Linked DNA regions of Hordeum vulgare: region 2 is linked to region 1. A link is a contact called in public Hi-C data. All regions are on one chromosome and are shown on one strand. Each heading gives the region's core, a stretch centred on a gene start, on an enhancer-like site or on the middle of the called end of the contact. The rest is flanking DNA. Distances are from core to core; before and after follow the strand shown. Region 1 overlaps LOC123419879 (CTD small phosphatase-like protein). Region 2 overlaps LOC123450552 (mitogen-activated protein kinase 7-like).

Region 1 (5,549 bases), core at 1,289-3,788:
AGTCACGTTTTAGTATTTTGATACATCCATTTCAAGACAAACCTAAGACAAGAATTTTGGGACGGAGGGAGTACTTGTGAACTCACCATTTTGTTATGGTTTCCCTTGTTTTTTTGCAGGTGGAGATGGAATTCTAGCAGCACCTTCCTTTTTTTCTAATGGAGATGGAATTTTAGCAGCACCAAATCGTACTATCGTCAATAGTAATGAAATAACTCAAGACTCGGGTCAGAGTTGCAGCCTGCTGTCCAGCTTTCCAACAGAGGATTCTCCTCTTTATATGCTTGATAGTTCAGATGGGGTTCTAAGTAATAGCTATGCTATGGATGACTTGACAACCATGAGTGGCAGTTACGGAGTACTCCCTTCCAGTCATGAAAATGTAAGGGCCAGCAGTATTGCCTTTGCTGGTACAACTGAAGACTTGTGCTTTGATAATAACCAGCAGTCTCAATTCCTTGGTCAGCCTTCAACTCACTCTTCGCCTGAAATAATTGATCTTACTGAGATGGGTGGCATGGATGAAACTGATGGGGTACCAATGGAAGCACTTACACCTGAATTAGTTGATGACGTACTAATGTCACCGCTTAGGAAGAATGTCACTCTTGCACTTGATCTTGATGGTAAGTTGCTAAATGCTTTTTCTCTCCTGTAGGTTTATTTTCTTGCAATTAAAACTATTGACATGCTCATTTTCTGTTGCATAGGCACCCTTATCCATTCAGCAAGGTGCGACCATGGCGCAGACTTTTCATTCCCTATGCGCCGTGGAGAACAAGAGTACACTGTCTATGTGAAGAAGAGACCACATTTGGACGCCTTTCTTGAAGAGGCTGCTCATATGTTTGAGCTTGTTGTCTTCACGGCTAGCATAAGTTCTTATGCAAACCAACTGATTAATGCACTGGATCCCGAGAACAAACTGATATCGCGGCGTTTTTTCCGGGAGTCATGCGTCTCGGTAGATGGAAGCTATCAGAAGGATCTGACCATTATTGAAGCTGATCTTGCAAAGGTTGCGATAGTTGACAATACCCCAGAGGTAACTTACTCTGAAATCTAAGTCCAGAGGTCATTATTAATAGTTACGATTATAGTGTTATTGACTACCATATTATTGAAATGGATTTGGAAACTTATAATTTATGATTTTGAGAAATTGCCATGACCGATCGATGACTGAAACACTTCTTTTCACACGTGTCGCAGGTTTTCCAACAACAGGTGAATAATGGGATACCCATAAAGAGCTGGTCAAGTGACACGTCTGACATCTCACTGCTTGAGCTGATCCCCTTCTTGGAAACAATTGCTGACGCGGATGATGTCCGACCGATCATTGCAAATAAATTTGCCAACTAAAGATTTGATATACATAGGTTGCAAACATTTGATACCTCTAGTTATTTATTTTTCTCTACAAAGAATCTTTCCATAGTGGAACAAAATGTTTGGTACAATAACTGGACACCTATGTAGTTGCTTTGTTTCGACTTTGATTCCCTAGACTTCGAGGATTTTTGTGCGGGAGAACCAAATTTTCTGAACTGTAATTTGGTATATCTTACCATTTTTTATGTGCAAATATGATGCATAAAATGCCATTGTTTTACAGAGGAAGTTATAGGGTATGAAAGAATATCCATAGGCTTTTTGCCCCATGAACAAACTCATACATGATCCTAATTTATTTGTAACTTCTATCAGTTTCGTCTCATATATATATATATATATATATATATATATATATATATATATATATATATATATGAAATTACGAATAAGAAAGGCAATTTGATTTAAGCAATTATGCATGTGTTTGATTTTTGTATATTTGTAAGATTTGACATGTTCATGTCTTGTATTAGCTAGCCATTTTCCATTATCAACATCCAAGGATTGTTTTTTGCCGACGAAAGAGAATTCATACATTACGTGTATCACCATGCATAAGCATGCTTGATAGTGTGTGGAAAATGCTTGTTTGGAACCAAGGAGAGTAGGCATCCATCACTTGATGGATTGGTACGTAGTTCAAGACCGCTAGAAGAGAAATAAACATTTTTTTTAGAGAAGGAGGATGACCCCCGGCCTCTGCATCTGGGAGATGCATGCAGCCATAGAAGAGAAATAAACATAAATAGAGAAAATTGGTTATTTAGTCAGAAGTTGACTGGTCTTGAATCATACACCAAAAGTTCCTTGTCAATTGGTATATACTACAATTGCGTCCCGGCCCGTCACCAGCCGACGGCTCGGCGGCCAAAAGAGTTGGATCTCATGCTTAAGCTCATGCGGTCCTTGCGGCTGACCCAAACCCAACATCTGGAGCAGGTCGTTGTACTTGTATACAACCCCTGCCTTCTGCCAGCAAGGCCGTACGCTTCCTACAGGAGTACCACATAGCTAGATCATCTGGCGCGGAGGTATCTGTTCCGCATGCAATAAGGATTGGAGCAAGGCTGAAGCGGGGAGGATTGCCTTGGAGCACATGTCTCAGATGGTAGGGCAGGGCGATCAGCACTGGCTGGAACCTGTGATGACCGATCGATTCTTGTACTCACATACTCGGGGGTGGGAATGAGAAGCTGGCCCGGAGAGTGATAGCTGGCAGTGCCCCCTATCTTGTTCCGTACTCTGATCCTGGCAAAGGTGCTACCGTGTTGAACATCGATCGATCGGCCGGAGCCAACTCGTGCACGGATGGACGGCTTCCATGCATTGTCCAAGACAAGCTCATCAACACATCAGGGAGGGCCTACACGATGGAGGAGCTGGTGCAGCATCAGAGGTGGAGGTTGCCGGGTCTTGGCCCGGCCCTTTGGCAGCAGCAGATTTTTTCCCTCCCCGCCCTATCTACCATATTGAAGCATCTGGTTGACCCAAGGTCTTATCAGTTGCTAGTCTGCTTATTCGGTACATCTATTGTACGTATGTAATACAGCAGTATTACCGATTGATGATGACCACACAGCACGATGAGCATGAAACAGTGTGACAGGAAAACCTTGTTCACCAAACAATGGTATCACTTGGTATTCTGCTTACTCCGTTTCTGTATGTACCCAGCAAAAGGACCTTGCATGGTAGCATGGGCCCAAAAGTTCCTTGTCAATTGGTTATTTATGCCGACGAGGCAGCGTAGCGGCGGTGCATGCATAGGTCGGTGCATCCACGGGAACGGCCTCGGGCGATAGCAAGGAACGTGAGTCGCGACGACTACAACCCGAAGGGGTGGTGTAACGGCGGCTCGCAGGTCACGGGAACAGCATGTCACGGCACTATGGCCCAAAGTGGCAACCTAGCGACAACACGCTAGTTGGTGCAGCCGCCGGGAGAAGAACAGGGCGGCGGCGCTGCGGCCCTCGGGGCGACCTGATGCTCGATCGGCTGAGGGGCGTGCTGTACTCGGAACAATCTTTAAGGGGCTTGTGTAGGCCTTTGCAACCGACGGGCTAGATCGGTCACACGACATAGATGTGACGGATCGCATAAGGGCGGGTGATCAATCCGATCGTGCGCGAGGTCGAGAACTTCGCATGGTGGAGGCATACGAGATGAAGCCGGCGACGACGACGAAGGACATAGTCGGCAGCCGGCCCGACGCGGGCGACGAGGGAGGTGGCCGAGCCGGTAAGGCCTACCGCCGACAGCCGACAAGCCAGCAAGCACGGGGCGACCGAAGCCGGGGAGCCCGACAGCCAGCGATGAGGCCGACGAGGAGATGGTTGGGCGGTTGTACACGCACAGTGGAGGCGGGTGGTGATGGAACAATCCCGATCGGAGAAGAGAGGCAGCAACGGGTGAGCAGACGCGCGGTCGATGATCGTGAGGGGTTGTCGCATCGGGCAAAGCCGCCGGGTTGGGGTAGAGGCCCGGTCGCGCCGATGCCGGAGTAGAGGAGCAGTGGTCAACGACGACGGCGGGCGACGGAAACCTATCTTGGATCGAAAAAACAAAAACGGAAACACCGATCAAATTGACCGGCGGAAGAAAGGAAACCCAGATCAACAGATCGGGAAAAAGACTATCTCGGGCAGTCGGTCAACATGACGAGCGGGCGAACCCTAGGTACGGGCGGTGCGATCCCCGGTGGCGTTCATGGAGGCCGATCGCCACGGGGCGGCGCGCGGGACGACGGCTAGGTCTAGCAAAAAGTATAGAATCAATGGCGAAATTGGGCCTGGGGCAATTCGGGTTGTAGCCCCGAGCATGGTCCAACTAGTTCATATACCTATACTAGCAAAGGAATCTCCTATTCACCGCATTTTGTGGTGAATTGGCTAGGTTTCACATAGAGCAGCCTTGTCTGGGCCGGCCCACACAAGAGAATGAAATGTGGTGTAAAACAATAAAGAAAAATGCGGCGCATAAGGCAGGTTTCGAACTCACGATCCATATCTTGTAGGGAGTGGAACCTAACAACCGTAGCTGGTTAACATTCGTGATTCATATGCAGCGCGTAATCTTTAGAACTAACTATATCTGCAGTTTGTATTACTTTCCTTTATTCAAACATTTCTTGAAAATTCTTACTACTTTAAAAAAACCACGAACAAGTTTTGGAAGAATTGTAATGAAAATTTGAAAATCATGAAATATCTCATTTTCAAAAAGTTTGGAAGAATTGTAACGAACATTTTTGGATTTGTGAAAAAATGAAACATCTCATTTAAATTGCAAGCAAATTAAGATATTGTGAAATATATGATTTTTTTGTAACTTTATAAACAAATTCTGAAGACAATAACATTATTTGAAAAGAGTTTTTTTTTAAACGTGAACATTTACATGTTTGTGAACAAATAATTTAATACTCGAACATTTTGTGGCAACATGAACAGTTTATTAAATCTCAAAACAGTATATTAAAAAAATAGGAAAAAATTATGACAGTTATTAAAACCGCGAACAAATTATCAAATTCTGAACATTTTTCGAATTGGGAACAAATTTTGTAACCGCTAACATTTTTCAAATTGCAGACAAATTTTGAAACATGAACAAACTTTAAATTCGTGAATAACATTATAAAATTATGAACATTTTTTTAGTTGTGAACAAATTTTGAAACTGTAAACATTTGTCGAATTGTGAATACGTTTTGAAACAAGAACAAATTTCAAATTGTGAACAAATTTTTCAACCTTTAACATTTTTTGAATTGTGAACAAATTTTGAAACATTAATACATTTCAAATTCATGAACAAAATTATAAAATTCTGAACATTTTTTGAGTTGTGAATAAATTTCGAAACCTGAAATATTTTTCAAATTGTGGACAAATTTTGAATCAGGAAGGAATTTCAAATTCTTGAACAATATTATAAAATTATGACCCTTTTTTGAATTGTGAAAAAAATTGGAAACCATGAACAAATTTCAAATTGCTGAATAAAATTATAAAATTGTGAATTGTTTTTCTATTGTGAACAAATTTTGAAACTACAAACAATTTTTAAAATTGCGATTTCTTTGTAACATGAATGAATTTCAAATTGACGAACTAAATTATGTAATTATGAATATTTTTTGAACAAATTTT
Region 2 (5,609 bases), core at 2,701-5,200, 55 kb after region 1:
GAGCTACGGTGGTGCTCTGCTTCTGCGGCGTGGCTTTCGGCGCCGGCCATGGGCTCCTTCTCGGATTTGGGCCGGGTAAAGATGTGGATTTCGGGGAGGATTCGGACGGATTCGGTTCCCCCCCAAACAAGAGGAGGCCGCGATTTCTTGCCTTGCTAGCTGAGCGGAGGCCCCGCGTCCAAAATCCAAATCCTCGGGACAGGCGGCAGGATATCTGCGGCATATCCGCTCGCTCTCTTTCCTATTCAATTCCTTCCTGGAAATCTCCCGGTTCTGCGCCGGGGAGACCCCTCTTTTGGCAGATGTTGATGAGGTGTCGGTCGGTCGGTCGCCGTGGTTGGTGAATCGGGCATCGGATTCGGTGACCGGGCAAGTTTATCCAAATCTGCAGTTACTTTCCTTTTAGCCAGAGATGGATAGCGCATATATTCAGTCCAGCCCGTGGAATCCGTGCCTACCCAGGAGTTACCTATAAGTTTCCCCGTATTTTTTTCAGCCAAAGGGATATATCCTTTTTCAGTAGCGGTCGTTCATCAGACTCCTGACATTCTTGTTCTTCGAATTGGTTGCTGTCAGTTTTCTGATTTTGGGTGGGTGAGTGCAGGCCAAGGAAGTTCTGACTATGGCGCATCAGCAGCAGTTACACCTATTGTTAGGATTAATTCTAGATTGTGAAAATATGTTTTTGTTTATCTGAACTACTGTAACCATGGTTGAGTGTGTGGCTGTTTTTCCAAGCCAACGTCTGATCTGGATGTCTTTTTCTTTTGCAAAAGAGAATTTTGCCATGTGCACGGTGCTAACTTTTTCCACCAATTTTCAACTTTCAGAGCTCAGACGTGATGAGTTTCTTCAGCGAATATGGAGATGCCAGCAGATACAAGATCGAAGAGATCATTGGCAAAGGGAGCTACGGAGTCGTGTGTTCAGCCATCGACCGGCAAACCGGAGACAAGGTGGCGATAAAGAAGATATCCAACATCTTCGAGCATATCACCGACGCCGCCCGGATCCTCCGCGAAATCAAGCTTCTCCGGCTTCTCAGGCACCCCGACATCGTCCAGATCAAGCACATAATGCTGCCTCCGTCCAGGAGGGACTTCAAGGACATATTCGTTGTCTTTGAGCTCATGGACACCGACCTCCACCAGGTTATCAAGGCCAATGATGACCTCACAAAGGAGCACTTCCAGTTCTTTCTATACCAGATGCTCCGTGCCATGAAATATATCCATACCGGTAATTAATTTATTAAGGATCCTCTTAGTTGGAGATTCCCTACCCCCCTTTTTTTCCTGAAAGAGAGGTCTTCGAGTTCTATTTATAGTATCATCACAGTGGTATGTCTAGAGTTAGGAGTACTATTAACAGTTCTGACTAGTGAGTTTGCATGCCAATTTCACTTCAACCAATGATCGATGATAGTCCTATTTTCATCTGCATTGCTTGAAATGTTTATCATCTCTTGTTAAGTATGATAGTCCTATGTTCTGATGATTAATCTTCGTGGCTGCAGCTAACGTTTATCACCGTGATTTGAAGCCAAAAAATATATTGGCAAACGCTAACTGCAAACTCAAGATATGTGATTTTGGACTAGCAAGAGTTGCATTCAATGACACCCCTACAACTGTTTTCTGGACGGTATGTTACTTCTACAGTTTACAACTAGATTTTATCCACAATACTCTACTTTTGTGAATTCTGGTTGACGAATTGGATAGCATGCTACGTTCTGTGCCAAAGAACCCTACTTGAAACTTAAATCTCACCGTCTTCTCCAACATGATATGCAGGACTATGTTGCGACTAGGTGGTACAGAGCTCCGGAGCTGTGTGGTTCTTTCTTCACCAAGGTAATTAATAATTTCCTCTTCCTGTGGTTTTGTTCATTTTAGTACTGTTTGTGGCATTTCGCTACTTCCTCGTTCTAGAGGGTTGTATAGCCTAAAATTCTAGGCGATTAGTAGATTTTGATCCTTATTCTCTAATCTTTGGATACATCACTGTGCTTTAGAGGAGTATGGCATCGTAGTTATAACAAGGTGTTTGTTCAAGCACTAAAGTTGTGTACAAATTGATATACATTACTTAGTGTTACATTTGCCATCATTCATTTATACCTTTTCAGTTTCTATGTTAACTTGATGATACTAAGTTGACTCTTTCAATGCAGTATTCACCGGCTATTGATACATGGAGCATTGGTTGCATTTTTGCGGAGATCTTGACAGGAAAGCCTTTGTTCCCTGGTAAAAATGTGGTTCACCAGTTGGATTTGATGACTGATTTCTTAGGCTCACCATCGCCTGACATTATTTCTCGGGTATGATTTACCGTTTGCACAAATGTTGTCAATCGAGTACTTCTAGCATAAGGTCCAGTTCTCTAATATTTTTTATCACCGCAGATTCGAAATGAGAAGGCAAGGAGGTATCTGAGCACCATGAGGAAGAAGCTGCCAGTACCTTTTTCAGAAAAGTTCCCCAACGCAGATCCTGCAGCAGTCAAGCTCTTGCAAAAGCTTCTAGCATTTGATCCAAAGGACCGACCGACTGCTGAAGAGGTAGGCATGCATGTCTTAGTGAAACATGAATTTCATGTTAGCATTTTGTGCTCTCATGTGTTCTACTACAAAATCGTACTGTACATTCTAGGTCCATGCGTAATTCTAACAAGTTTTCTGTGCATGATCAGGCGTTGGCTGACCCCTATTTCAAAGGTCTTGCGAAAGTGGAGAGAGAGCCATCATGCCAACCGATTTCGAAAATGGAGTTTGAGTTTGAACGGAGAAAGTTTACCAAAGAGGAGGTCAAGGAACTTATATTCAGGGAGATATTGGAGTACCACCCTCAGCTTCTCAAGGATTACACCAACGGCTCAGAGAAAACCAACTTTCTATATCCTAGGTTTCTACCTTGACATAGTATCTTTATTAAGCTCTTTTCTCCTTTTTATTCTGTCCATCTATGTAGCAATGCTCATTATGTCTCTTGAATTTTCCGCTATGCAGTGCCGTCGACAACTTCCGGAGGCAATTTGCTAACTTAGAGGAAGATGGAGGAAAAGGCGGGGCACCCGAGAGGAAGCATGTTTCTCTGCCGAGGTAACTTACACTAATACAATTCTTCTGAATGTGATCAACTCTACTATCTGGTTCTAAATTATTTGTGCCGCCGCATACATAACTTGTGTTAAAACTACCAAAATGAATTAGTTAATCAATAAGCTTCTGAAAGATGTATCCTTGAATAAATTGGCACACCGTGGTACTTTACAGATCTTGAAAAATCTAGAAGTGTGGAGCCCTAGAGTACAGAAGTTATGTTGGAGTTTCACTATTAACCCTTGATGATGGGCTGCTTGCAGGACTACAACAGTTCACTCTACCCCAATTCCTACAACAAGTGGTCCGGCATCCCAAGCTCCTCAAAGGATCCCAACAGGTAACTTGTTCTGTTTAATTTGGTCTGGTACGTACCTCCTCATTTGAGCTTCAGAGAGAGCACCAGTCTTGACACATTTCATCTCTGACACTATTGCAGCTAGACCAGGCAGAGTGGTTGCCTCGGCGACACCGATCGAGAACGCGGCCTTCGCCGATCGACAAACGGGTCGAAGGATGTCGAGGGACCCTGCGGCGCCTCCAGCAGCAGCTGCCGCGGGCTACACCCTGAGGCCGGATTGCCCCGACAGGCAACAGCAGCAGCAGCAGCAGGAACTGGAAAAGGACCGCACGCGCTACAGGCCGGCGCTCCATTTCAGGGACGCCAGGGTCGCGCCCGAGGCCGAGGCGCGGCCCTCGGCCTACTACATTCCCCCGTTCAACGGCATAGCCGCGGTCGCCGGTGGGTACAGCAAGGTCGGCGCGGCCGCAAGGATGTACTAGGGCGGGCAATGGGCACCGGAGGACGGTGGCCGGGTCGCCGCTCCAGCGAAGGCAGGGGCTGGGAGGGTGAACTCGTCTCAAACTTAGGAGGTACTAGGAAACAGTGGAACAGGTGGTGCTCTTGTCTTGTGTACATATTACCGGCATTCAAGCAATTGGTTGGTTGGTTCCGTGGTCTGCTGCTGCTGCTGTTTCCTGGGTTGATAGATAGATAGGTTGAGAGTTGAAACAGTATGCTCTGCTCTGAGAGGTGAAATGGCCTCTGTTGAGGAGGGAGGAGGGGGTTGGGGGCTGTAGAGTTTTTCGACTTTTTTGTTTTGTTTTGTTTCCGGATGGTGTTAATAGGATGGATGAATAAATGGATGATGGGAGCTCTGATGGGCTTCTCCGTTGGTCAATTCTTGTGTCTGCTGCTGAATCTGTTGTACAGTATGATTTTCTCCTTTAGGCTGGTCATGGTGGGAGTAACTTAGATACAGTAGTAATATAACGCATTCTAAGATTAATTTGTTTATGTGGCATGTCATTAAACATTAATGATAGATGTTTAAAGTAACATAATATATTATTGCAACATAGCACAATCCAAAGCAAAATACTACGTCTAAAATATAATAAATGCAATCATCTACTCTCCCCGTCTCATAATATAATGCAATCATCTACTCTCCCCGTCTCATAATATAAAAAGTATTTTCTTCCGTTCCATAATATAAGAATATTTTTTTACATTAGTGCAATATCAAAAACATTCTTATATTATAAGATGAAGGGGGTATGAGGAAGCGTAAAACCCTTTGTCTCGGGCCGCATTATATTTATAGGATAGATATCTTGACATACAAGTTGATCCTCTAGGAGGTTACAAGAGATAAGAGAGAGTGGTAAAGAGATAAGAGGAAACTAGTTTAAACCAGTTTCCTATACCTATACAGTTTATCTAACATTCCCCCTCAATCTAAACTTCTACTTGCTAAGATTAAGATTGTACTTGAAGTCATCTAACCTTCTCATTGTGAGAGGCTTTGTGAATCCATCAGCAAGTTGGTCACCTGTTGTAATGAACCTTATATCAAGTAATCTCCTAGTTACTCTTTCTCTGACAAAGTGAAAATCAACTTCAATATGTTTTGTTCGTGCATGGAAAACAGGATTTGCTGAAAGATAGGTTGCACCAAGATTGTCACACCATAACCTAGCAGCTTGTGGAACCTTTACCCCAAGTTCATGTAATAGTGTTTGAATCCACATTACTTCAGCTGTTGCATTAGCCAAAGCTTTATACTCAGCCTCAGTGCTTGATCTTGAGACTGTTGCCTGTTTTCTTGCACTCCATGACACCAGATTTGTTCCCAGAAACACAACAAACCCACCAGTTGACCTTCTATCATCTGCACATCCTGCTCAATCTGCATCAGAGTATGCTGACACAAGCATAGATGAGGACTTAACAATCTGAAGACCTAGTCCTTTTGTAAACTTGAGATACCTCAAAATCCTCTTTACTACTGTCCAATGAAAAGTAGTAGGAGCATGCAAATATTGACATACCTTGATAACAGAGTATGGAATGTCAGGACGTGTGCGAGTCAAGTACTGTAATGCACCTACAATGCTTCTATATTTGGTTGCATCATTCGGCCCAAGTGCCTCTCCATACTGTAGGTGGTGCCGCACCGTACGTGTCATTCTCAAATGATGTATCGGAGCAGCGAGATCG

The links. A called contact is a pair of places that touch in the nucleus more often than the background predicts.
Region 2: a contact with region 1 is called in a Hi-C map of leaf, with 2.7 times the contacts expected there. The contact joins two enhancer-like sites. A contact is called at or near these places in 4 of 6 Hi-C or Micro-C datasets (leaf, seedling and an unstated tissue).

What each region holds. Positions count from the first base shown.
Region 1 is chr1H:501,803,578-501,809,126 of MorexV3_pseudomolecules_assembly, forward strand. LOC123419879 (CTD small phosphatase-like protein) reads left to right here. Exons shown (of 6, transcript XM_045107233.1): 4 at 120-626; 5 at 711-1,045; 6 at 1,213-1,365. The coding sequence ends at 1,365. Among protein-coding and RNA genes, the nearest start is that of LOC123419879, 4.6 kb to the left of the region's middle. Within about 2 kb of position 2,539, at least 2 of the 3 cell types and tissues checked have open chromatin away from gene starts, as enhancers often do. A contact at or near this core is called in leaf, where this site is marked.
Region 2 is chr1H:501,856,956-501,862,564 of MorexV3_pseudomolecules_assembly, forward strand. LOC123450552 (mitogen-activated protein kinase 7-like) reads left to right here. Exons shown (of 10, transcript XM_045127736.1): 2 at 831-1,239; 3 at 1,517-1,644; 4 at 1,797-1,856; 5 at 2,177-2,326; 6 at 2,411-2,566; 7 at 2,698-2,909; 8 at 3,014-3,106; 9 at 3,370-3,446; 10 at 3,546-4,287. The coding sequence ends at 3,889. Among protein-coding and RNA genes, the nearest start is that of LOC123450552, 3.0 kb to the left of the region's middle. Within about 2 kb of position 3,951, at least 1 of the 3 cell types and tissues checked has open chromatin away from gene starts, as enhancers often do. A contact at or near this core is called in leaf, where this site is marked.